Linked DNA regions of Zea mays: region 2 is linked to region 1. The links are chromatin contacts, called in public Hi-C maps. All regions are on one chromosome and are shown on one strand. The core of a region is the stretch at or near the end of the contact, and the rest is flanking DNA. Distances in the headings are between cores, read along the strand shown. Region 1 holds the start of LOC542627 (hypersensitive induced reaction 1). Region 2 holds the start of LOC100280946 (cleavage and polyadenylation specificity factor 5).

Region 1 (5,532 bases), core at 1,678-4,177:
AGTCATGGAGGTAGCTGCATAATATAATGCATTAATCCATTAAATTAAACAAGACAAGAAGCTACAGAGGGGGAGAAGAAAGGATGAACAAAGGTAAGATTGTTGTAAGGGAAGAGGAAACAAGAATAGATGAAGGTAAGAGGGGGAGAAGAAAAGAGGAACAACTAGCTACTTAATATAATAGACAGATTATGCTAGTTGCATAATCCATTAAATTAAACAAGACAAGCATGACAAACATGTTAAATTTAGTTAAGTCAATAAATAAACATGGCAAAACATGGACCAAACAGATAGTAATATTGAAAGATATGCAGGTTTTTCAGTTAAGTTCAGTTAAGTTCAGGTCAGTTAAGTTCAGTTAAGCAGATCAGTAATGAAAAGATGCAAGTTTTTTATCCAAAACATGGACCAATCAGATATCCACCAACAATCAGTTATATACTAATATGAAAGTACATCACTGAAAAACTATGCAGGTTTTTCAGTTAAGTTCGGGTCAGTTAAGTTCAGTTAAGCAGATCAGTAATGAAAAGATGCAAGTTTTTCATCCAAACATGGACCAATCAGATATCCACCAACAATCAGTTATATTAATCAGATCTAGAATGAGAACATTTTGCCTAGATCAGCTAATATGAAACTAATCAGCTGCTTTGCTAGAATCAGCTGCTTTGTTTTCAGTTATATTAATCAAAGCAAAGCAGATTGAGAACACAACAATGAAGCAAAGCAAACTGATTAATAAAACTAATCAGTTATATTAATCAAACCCTAATCAGATTAATACAACAATCAGTTTGCTAGAAATAGCTGCTTTCTAGACCAGATCTGATTAACATAAACAAAGCAAAGCAGCTGAAAACAAATCATTGCTAATATGAAACTAATCAGATCTAGAATGAGAAGACAAAGCAGATGAAATCAAACCTGAGAACAGATCGAGAATAGATCAGCTAGGGTTCACTCGCAGCTGAGAACAGATCGAGGTCTTAGGAGAGCGATCAAACCTGAGAAGAGGGAGACCACACATCTAGGGTTCACTCACAGCTGAGAACCGATCGAGGTCGTAGGAGAGCGATCCTTGCGAAGCAAATGAAATCAAATGAGAAGACAAAACAGATGAAAGTAGATGAGCAGCCAAGAAAAGGGCTAACCTCTCGTCGCCGACAGCGAAGTAGATGAACCCGAGAGGCGAGAGTGAAGCAGATCGACAGAGAAGCAGATCGAGCTTGTCCGCGGGCGCGGTGTCGTCACCACAGGGTGAGAGAGATGACGGCGGCGAGGGAGCACGACGGCTGCGAGTGAACCCGAGAGGAGAGAGCGAGAGCGAGAGTCGCGAGAGGAGAGACTGCGAACCCTAGACCGTGACGGCCAGGCTCAATCGCGAAGTGGTTTATCTGCGTTCCAATCGGTCCTGGCCACAATATTGCGTTGGGCTCATCTCAGCCAGGCCCCCAAGCTGGGCCAGGCAACCAAACATGGCGCTGTTGATTCAAATGGGTCTGGCCGTGCACTGGGCCAGGGAACCAAACATATCCTTAGTGGCTCCTCGATAGCAATGGCGACGCGAACCAACGTTATCCGAGTCACATTAGATAACTAATGATCAGAGAAAAACGAACAGGGCTGGCATTTCAACGAACTTGAATCCGTAAGCAGCGTAGGAGTTAGTTAGGCTATCTGCATCCATCCACGTCACACATTCAAATTCGCTCTACGAACATCGTAATATGTGTTTAGGTTCACTATCTCTACTATTTATTAACATAACAAGAGGTTGACTATCATTCTCTGTTTTGTCATTCCCTATTCTGCTATTTTCATTCTGCCATTTTCATTCCCATCGGTGTTTCGTGCCGTGGCAACTCTAGATCGGGTTTCGACTATACCCGTAGGTAGAAATTTATATCCATGACATGCCACATCGGGTTTCGGATATCCATTGGATATGTCAAATAACCATTTTCAACAATTCAATAACATAATTAATCAAATTTCTTCCCAATACATAACAACAAATACATGGCATTCAATAACATAATTAAACAAATATACATGTTATTTAACAAGCAACATTCACAACATAACAACAAATACATGTCTGCATGTCTCAACATGACAACAAATACATGTCTGTTTTTGGCCTTCAGCCTTTTGCCTTATGAAGTTCTAATGATCTGATTATGATCTTAGTGTAGTGTTGAACACTTGAGCTAGCGATGGGAGAGCTAGAGAGGGGAGCACAGAGCAGACACACTGTCACAGAGTATCTAACAACAACAAACATGCTATCTGAGTGAGATGCAAGATGCATCCTTTTACAGGAATACAATAAAGCATACTACTATACTAGCTGAGCGTCGGAGATTTGTACATGTTGCTAAGACAATATGCTAATGCGTAATAGCAGGAGATATGCAAATCAAAGAAAAGAACATTTCGTTTTCTAGTTATAATATTTTATCATAAAGAAATTATATATGGAAAATATATAGGAAATCTCATCACAGAACCAACATACAGTAGCTGTGGCTGATTTTTTTAGTCAATGATAGTAGAATCATGTTCATCCTCGCAAACAACAAAATAGATAAATAGTTAAATCAATGATCAGATTCAATAATAAAAAAATAAGAACATACTAAAGAGTTAATCATGTCTCGACAAAAAAAATTAAAGTATTGATTAATTTCGGATATCCAACGGTTAACCTGTGGGTAAAATTTAATATCCAAATCCATACCACTTTATCTCGGATCAGATATGAATCTAACATATGGGTCAAAAAATATATCTATATCTTAATCTATCGGATCGCATCCAAGGTATATGGAATCCCCGAATTAAATTGTCATCCCTACTTTCTATACAGACGCCACGCCACCTCCTTCCCCTTCGATATTTTTATTTTTTTTTGGTTGGATCTAACGCGACGGCAAAGACGGTGTATCGAAGGGTCGACAATGGTTACGACGATCGGTAGTCCATAGCAGCGGCGGGCGCAACTTCGACCCGGTTTTCTTCCCATATATCTGTCAAATCCTTCTCCGGTTACCCTCCATCGGCAGCAATTTCCGCCATAGATACCGGCGATCGAGGGCCTCGGACAACCCAATCGACGGAGCAGCGCGGCGGCAGGAGAGGGCAAACCCTTTTCTTCTCAGTACTCTACTTGTCTGCGCCTGGATCCCCTCCGCAGGAAGGTAACTGTGCCGCCGCCGCCGCATCCCCCTAGCGTTCTAGCCGTGGAATGATTTCTCTCCTTTTCCTTTTTTCGTGCTTGCTTTCTTGGGGATCTCTCCCCCTCCAGATTATTCTCTACATTGGCGACTGGGGGGCGGTGATTTTGTTAGACATGTTTCTTCCTCGGTATCGACCGCAGCCCTTGTCCTGCGCCGACTAAATGTTAGGCTTCTGTTTACCGTGCGTTGGCCACGGCTTGGAACCACCCTTGGTATCTCCATGGTGGCCGCGTCGATGTGAACGAACAAATCTGGCGTGCGTTGTTTGTCCTGTCGAATCCCGTTGAAGTTTCCAGGTGTTCAAGCCAAACACGCATTATAATGTATTTTTTTCTTGCGGCTTATTATTGGTGACTGGTCACCGTTGGGAAATTTCGACCTGCGCAGAATACATGGATGGTAAGATAACGTTTAATTGTCTTTGGTGGGCAGATTGGATGATTGTGACGTGTTTGATTATCACTAGTCGCTGGATAAAAGCATACTACGGGTCTGTGTATGGAATTGTCGCCCAAATGAATCATTAGCAGCATGCCAGCATGTTGTGGTTTTCGTCGGCTGTGCTGCGGCCAACTTGCAGCATTGGATTTATTGGCTTTCGCTGGCATCTAGATGTAGCCCTCCCCAGATGATTTATTAACCCCCCACGTTCTCTTGCGTCTCCACTTGTCTTTACAAATCGACTATATGTACTGCGCCTCTATTCCCGTAAGACCAAGAAAGACCTGAACCTGATACACCTTGCCTCTCCCCACTAAGCTTGTTTACCACGCTTGTAGGTATTTGTTCTTCTTTTCATCTTGCTAGTTCATACTGCAACTGGCTGTGCTAGTTTGTTATTGTTCTTTTGGTGTCTATCTATTTTGTGCAATTCATTATAAGAAAAGTGTGATTTCTTTGGGCTGTACCATGATGATGTCGAGAATTCAGTAGGTTTAAGGACATGGCTATCTTTATCTATCAGAAATTGTTGCTGAGTTCATGTCACATACTGACATGTGTCTTTGAGCATGATTGTTTGTGATACTGTACCCTTGTGTTCTATGTTGCAATTGGTCCAACCTTCATTACGGACAAGTTAGCCAATCCATGCTATCTACTTATCTAGCATACATTTATCTTTACTCGTTTATTAATTTTATTCCATTTATGCGACCTATTTTTAATAATACATCCAGTGATATTAATTGGAGAGATCACATCAACTGTGAGCCTAAGTCAAGATTCTGCAAATATGTGGAGATTCTATCATTTGTTCTTTAGCATATGACCTGACAAATTTTTTATTCCTTTGTAGATAAGACATGGGTCAAGCACTCGGCTTGATTCAAGTGGATCAATCGACAGTAGCCATCAAGGAAACTTTTGGGAAGTTTGACGAGGTCCTAGAGCCTGGATGCCACTTCTTGCCATGGTGCATAGGGAAGCAAATTGCTGGGTATCTGTCACTGCGTGTGCAGCAGCTTGATGTCCGCTGCGAAACAAAGACAAAGGTTCCCCAATTCTTTCCCTCTCTATAATTTGATAAAATTACCATAAATGGATAAAAATTGTATTTGTAAAATTTTCATTATGTTCAATTGTTTTTTCCTTGTAATTGTTTTTCTGCTCTAGTCATGGTGATGTTGGATACCATGTTCTGAATAATCTGCAGGATAATGTCTTCGTCAATGTTGTGGCATCTGTGCAATATCGTGCCCTTGCCGATAAGGCATCTGATGCATTTTACAGGCTTAGTAACACCAGGGAGCAAATCCAGTCATATGTTTTTGATGGTAAGGGTGCTACTTGTTTGTAATTGCAAAATCCATTACTCCACCACGTGCATGGATGTTAATCAGTATTCTTTTTTTCCTTTGCTCATGTAGTAGTAGTAGTGTAGGACAGTAGGAGTCACCTGAATATTGTTGGTTCTATTTATTTTCATCCTCACTTCGCTCATTCAATGCTAATAGAACTTTGCTCATGTTCAGTCATCAGGGCAAGTGTTCCGAAGATGAACTTGGATGATGCCTTTGAGCAGAAGAATGAAATCGCCAAAGCTGTAGAAAATGAACTTGAAAAGGTCTGTGTTCATCATTTGTTGGTCTTCTAGAGCATGGAAGTTTTGGTAACATTTTTCTTCACTGTATAGGCAATGTCTATGTATGGATACGAGATTGTGCAGACTCTGATTGTTGATATTGAGCCTGATGAGCATGTGAAGAGAGCTATGAATGAGATCAATGCAGGCAAGTTGCACATATTTCTTGTTCATAGTTGAAACATGAACTGCACGTGGATTTCT
Region 2 (5,532 bases), core at 1,411-3,910, 130 kb after region 1:
TTGCTCTGTTAATCCAGCCTCTCAAGGGCACTGTATGGGGGTTTTTATAGGTGCCTGAGTGCCCAGCGTCTTGGATTAAGGACGCATGTGCCCTCAAGCGCTCAGGTAATCCCCGGAATATTCCTATAAAGCAGGGTTACAGACTGTAATTACAAAGAAGCCTCTACAAATTAGGCCCGTAATGTGCAGCGGCCACGCGGGGCCTGTTACAATGGGCCGAATTGCACGTGGGCCTTTGTGTTGGATGATTCCGCGGGATGGGGCGACCTCGTCGTAGGCCTTCGTCCCTCGGCGTGTTGGACGAAGGGTGGAGACTGCCAGTCGTCTTGCCTCCGTTGGTGCAGCGAGATTGGCGAAGGCATCGAGCGAAGGGTAGCGTCTTCGCCTTCGCCCCAACAAGCACTTTGATTTATGTTTAAGTTAATGACTATGTGTATGTTTTGGGCATCATGATGTAATAAAGTTATACTTATTTCTGCTATTATTTGAGCATTGTGTGACGATGTCTAATTATGTAATCGTTGTGTACGTGAATTCCTGATCCTGGCACGTACATGGTTTGCATTCGTTTACCTTCTAAAACCAGGTGTGATATAAGTGGTATCAGAGCCTTGCTGACTGTAAGACCACTAACATAGAGTAGAATCGCCGTTTTAAGGATTATGGACCCTTATTCCCACCTTGATCTTTGTTGTCACTTAGTTATAAAATGATTGTCTTTCTTGCAATACATGTAGAATTTCTCTCCCTTCCTTTGAGATTTTGAATGACCTTTTTAACCATTAGAACTTGAGTATCTATTGTCATTGTTTGATTTATTTTCTATCATACCATGAAGAAACAACGATTCTCCATTGAAAGTAGAACCTTCAAAAGATACCATCTATTTCATCTTTTTCTTAGTATGCAAAGCCTCAGAAATCTCATCCAGCATTAGAGTATCATAACAATATAACAATGTAACTAAATAGTTTACAAAATAACTAGACAAAGATCCCAAAAAAGTAAGATCCAAATCCTTATCATTATAAATTTACATCTATAGCTTGTAGACTAAAACAATCTTCTTGAAGACTGAAAGATGGTTAAGCACATAACCATCCTCTTGGAACTTGTACTTGTATAAGTTATCTTCATATACATCTTACTTGTCAAATTCTTAGACATGCAAATTGGCTCTAACTTAAGCCATAAAGCTAATGCAAATTTTTCTTGCAAATAATCTTACAAAATATTATTTGAAAGATGAAGCTAAATTTGAATTTAGACTTACAATCTTTACTCTTCTCCTCATAGGTCTAATGTTTTTCTTACCAAATTTCATCAAAACCATCATGAACTTTAGCCTGTGTTAGAATAGCCATCATCTTGACTTGCCATAGAGCGAAACTTCTATTGCGATCCAGATGGGGAAGATCATGCTTCATTGACATGCAAAGAAATAACAATAATAATTAGAAGAAAAATATAATGTGCAGAAATATTCAACAATGAACTTGAAACCTTTTGTTAATCAACATAGTAAGACAAGGAAACCTTATTGCTTCCTCGATTTGTATGCACTTAGGATGCCTCCAGTAGCTCGTGGACGTGGATATCATAGTCGTTTCCAACAGCTCACGCAAAGAGGTCATGAGGTGCACATATATTAAGGTTGCGAGTCCACGACAAAAGTAACCGTGTCGCTGGAGCACAATGTTTTGCGCGACCACGTGTGTGTGTGAGTTGTTGGAGGTGTGAACACCAACGATTTCTTAGGTTGTGATCATCAGATCTTGCAAAAGTGTTGTTTTACATTATAAACTGCACTGTTTATATGGCGGAGTTTTAAAATATGATGTGAGATAGGTAAGGCTACTGGAGATAGCCTTACTTACTCACAGTTTCCTTATAAGTGGCCTACTGAAAATAGCCTAAGGTTTTGAAGTTTGATAGAGTGATGTTTGAAATAGTAGCTGTGGTAAGTAAGACCGCCGGGGATAGTCTAAGCGCCATGTACCTGAACCGACTGTGTTATAGAAGTACTATAGTCCTTTAAGTATAGCATTACTATACGTACCAAAATCTAAAATGACTTTTTTTAGAGACGGAGGTAGTAATTGATTATTCTAATTAGTTGCCTTAAATTTAATATTTTTACAAGATTTAGTTAAAGCTTCGAGCCTTCAAGTAAGAAACCTGAGTGCATCTAAATTAGACCTAGAGGTTGGGCATGGTGCTCTGCGACTATGCGAGTGTCTTGTGATTTTTTATAGACTTTAATATTTGTGGACGTTTTTAATATTTGTGGACGTGTGGAGTCGACGGTTTATATGGTTGGACAAAGAAACCGCAAACGGAGACGTTAGCAGCTCAATACGGCCGGTCCAAGTCGTCCAGCGAGTGGTGCAAGACTGAAAGGCCAAAGCGAGGCGCACGGGGGGACCCGCCGGGCCGCCGCCATCAACTCTCTGGCTCCCTCCGCGCCACGCCACGTCGTTCGGGTGGCCACGTTGCCGCGCCGACCGCCAACCTCCCCCGCACCGGACTCTTCTCCACATCGCTCTCCCCCTGAACCCCCAACACTACTCCACAAGACCACAACCCCGAACCCGGCCGGCGGCAGCACAACATGAGAACAGCCCCCCCCCCCCCCCCCCCCCCCCCCCCCCCCCTTCTCGCGCCTCCTACCTCTCTCCAGTCGGTTCCCACGCCTTGCCGCGCTTTACCTCTGCGGCGCACTCCCGTTATCATATAACCCGCGCGCCGGCTCCGGCGAGATTCGACCAAACTCCATGGGGCTCGAGATGGTGGAGGTCATGTCCGAGACTGTTCCTACGGTTGTGCCTGCGGCAGCGAGGGAGAACGGGGTGGATATTTACCCGCTCAGCCGCTACTACTTCGGCGCCAGGGACGCCGCCGGCGTGCCCCGCGGCCTCGAGACCGCCGCTGACCGCGCGCTACGGCTCAAGGCAAAGTGAGTGCCCCGCCTCGCCCGCTCTGTGTCTTCGCAACGCAATTGGCGGTCCCTGATTTCGCTGAATTGAGTAACCTCTAGTAAGTGCTAATAACAGTGAAAAAAAAGAAATATACTAATCCTCGCTGCTGCATCGCCCACTCCATGTCTTAGCAACGTAATTGACGGTCCTGATTCCGCTGGATCGAGTAACCGATAATAGTCGCGACTCGCGATTAAGTGATAATAATAGTGAAAAAAATATTACTAATCCTCGCTGCGTATGCAGCTTCGCGGCGCACGGGCTCCGCACGAGCGTCCACGGCGTCCTCCTGGTACCACCATCTCTGACTCTGCAACTCTGATTTAGCTCTAACAAATTTCAGAGGCCTCGATCGTTCGTAGGAGTACCTCGTATGATCTTATATGGATTTATGCCGCTGGTTTGGCTGCAGGTGGAGCTGTTCGATCACCCGCACGTGCTGCTGCTGCAGGTCCGGAACTCCTCCTTCCTGCTCCCGGGAGGCCGCCTCAGGCCTGGCGAGGAAGGTAGACTACATGCAGACTTTGTGTGTACTTGTGATTTACAATTTGCTAGAATTTGTCCACTGTAACCTGAAACTTCCTGCGCATATGGAAGCTGCTGTTTAGTTGTGTTCAAAATTCCTGCGCACATGCACTGGAGGCTGAGAGTTCTGTTTGTATGCTGATTGCGTTTCAGAGGTCCGAGGGCTCAAGCGCAAGCTCTCCAGCAAGCTCTCCGTTGTCGATGATGTGGAGGCCGTTGAAGAAGAAGACTGGCAGGTAACCATGGTGTTCAGAAATGTTACCAATTGTTCAGTGATGACATATCAACTAGAGTAGATATCACGCCACGTTAGGATGCCTCAAACGTTTCACCCTTCCTTTCACGTTGCCGGTGGTTGACTAGATTGGGCAGTGCATCGGGATGTGGTGGAGATCTGAATTTGAGGCCATCCCGTTTCCCTACATGCCTCCACGATTCCGTGCGGCAAAGGTACAGAGTTGTGGAAAATTCTGCTAGTTAATTTTATCTTCGTCGGCATTGTGCCGATCGACCTGAGCGTGTGAGTCCTGTCTTGCCCTGAAGGAATGCATGAAGCTGTTCCTGATCAGGCTGCCGATGTCCCGGCAGTTCATCGTGCCCAGGAACATGAAGCTCCTGGCCGTGCCTTTGTCCCAGATTCATGGCAATGCTCAGGTATATGTAGGCTCGTGCCACAGTCAGAAGGTTCTATATGTAGTTCAGGGCCAAAACTCCCTCCCTAACGTCGCTCCCATCTGCAGGTTTACGGTCCAATTATAGCCGCCATTCCGAGCCTACTATCCAAGTTCTCCTTCAACGTCATCAGCGACTGAATTGTGGAAACCAACCAGAATGTTGAGGGGTTAGTAGACGCATGCATACTTGGCTAGTTGAAGTCATAGAACAGTGTGCGATACCGATGGGAGCTTGTATTGAGAAGTAGCTCATCTGTTTTTGTTTTTTTTTTTTTTGTGTGTGCATATGTGTATAATGTATCCCCCTCCTGGGCTCTTGCTGATAATGATATGTATGTACTGTATGTGTTTCTCGCGACCTGTGTATGACCGTGTGAGAAGGATTCAGTTCTGTACAATAACTCATTTTGATTTATTTTTGCTCCTACAGTCCTGAACTTGGAACATAATTAGCACACCATTCCATGAAACAGAAGCTACTAAATTCATTTTTCGGGACAGGTCATGTAACCTGCTAACCGCTGAAGGCCACCAACTTGGATTTCGTTGAGATTCCGTTGGGTGAGCCAAATTTACCTGCAGAGGTTAAGTGTGATCCAGATCTTTACACCTCAACATAGATCCACACGTTTGATTAGCTATAGGACAATATGTGATACAGATTATGTGGGTGTTTGAATGGTGTTTGAATGCACTAATAGTTAGTTGGTTAAAAAATTACTGGTGAAATTAGTTAGCTAACAAATACTCCATCCGTTTCGTTTTAATTGTCACTGAATAGTGTAAAATTAAACTATCCAGCGACAACTAAAAAGAAACGAAGGGACTAGATAGCTAACTATTAACTAATTTACTAAAAATAGCTAATAATTGAACTATTTGCTAAGGTGGTTGGATGTCTTTAACTAATTTTAGTCATAAACTATTAGATCTAGTGTATTCAAACACCCCTTATATCTTATGCACTGTGCATGTGACTGCACTTCAACTAAGGCCTAAGAGCAACTCCAATAGTTATGTAAATTTTAGCTCTCTAAATCACAGATTTAAGAAGTTGCTAAATAACTTTGGGAGTAAAAAAATGTGAGTTCTCCAATAGTTCTCTAAATATAGGTTATAGTTTTGTTTTGTATCTATCCACATAAAAATATAAAGTCACAAATGTCATCAATTACCTTCATTATCTACATAATGCAGTAAACATTTTTGTTTAGGGAGTTGCTAAATGGTTGCCAAATGTAGAGAGGAAATAATGTTAGATGAGAAGTTGTTAAATTTAGAAAGTTCATTTAGAGAACTGTTGGAGATGAGTTTTTGTGTTAACTACTTAAATTGTTGATTTAGGAAGTCTATTA

Evidence for each region. A called contact is a pair of places that touch in the nucleus more often than the background predicts.
Region 2: a contact with region 1 is called in a Hi-C map of leaf, with 6 times the contacts expected there. The contact joins the promoter of LOC100280946 here to the promoter of LOC542627 in region 1. A contact is called at or near these places in 7 of 25 Hi-C or Micro-C datasets (ear, leaf, leaf mesophyll and 2 more).

What each region holds. Positions count from the first base shown.
Region 1 is chr4:77,433,975-77,439,506 of Zm-B73-REFERENCE-NAM-5.0, forward strand. It overlaps LOC542627 (hypersensitive induced reaction 1), which reads left to right and starts at 2,928. Exons shown (of 6, transcript NM_001112153.2): 1 at 2,928-3,206; 2 at 4,543-4,738; 3 at 4,900-5,020; 4 at 5,219-5,310; 5 at 5,380-5,476. The coding sequence starts at 4,550.
Region 2 is chr4:77,562,876-77,568,407 of Zm-B73-REFERENCE-NAM-5.0, forward strand. It overlaps LOC100280946 (cleavage and polyadenylation specificity factor 5), which reads left to right and starts at 2,661. Exons shown (of 7, transcript NM_001165651.1): 1 at 2,661-2,956; 2 at 3,225-3,270; 3 at 3,391-3,484; 4 at 3,657-3,739; 5 at 3,867-3,953; 6 at 4,047-4,157; 7 at 4,244-4,575. The coding sequence starts at 2,775. The coding sequence ends at 4,315.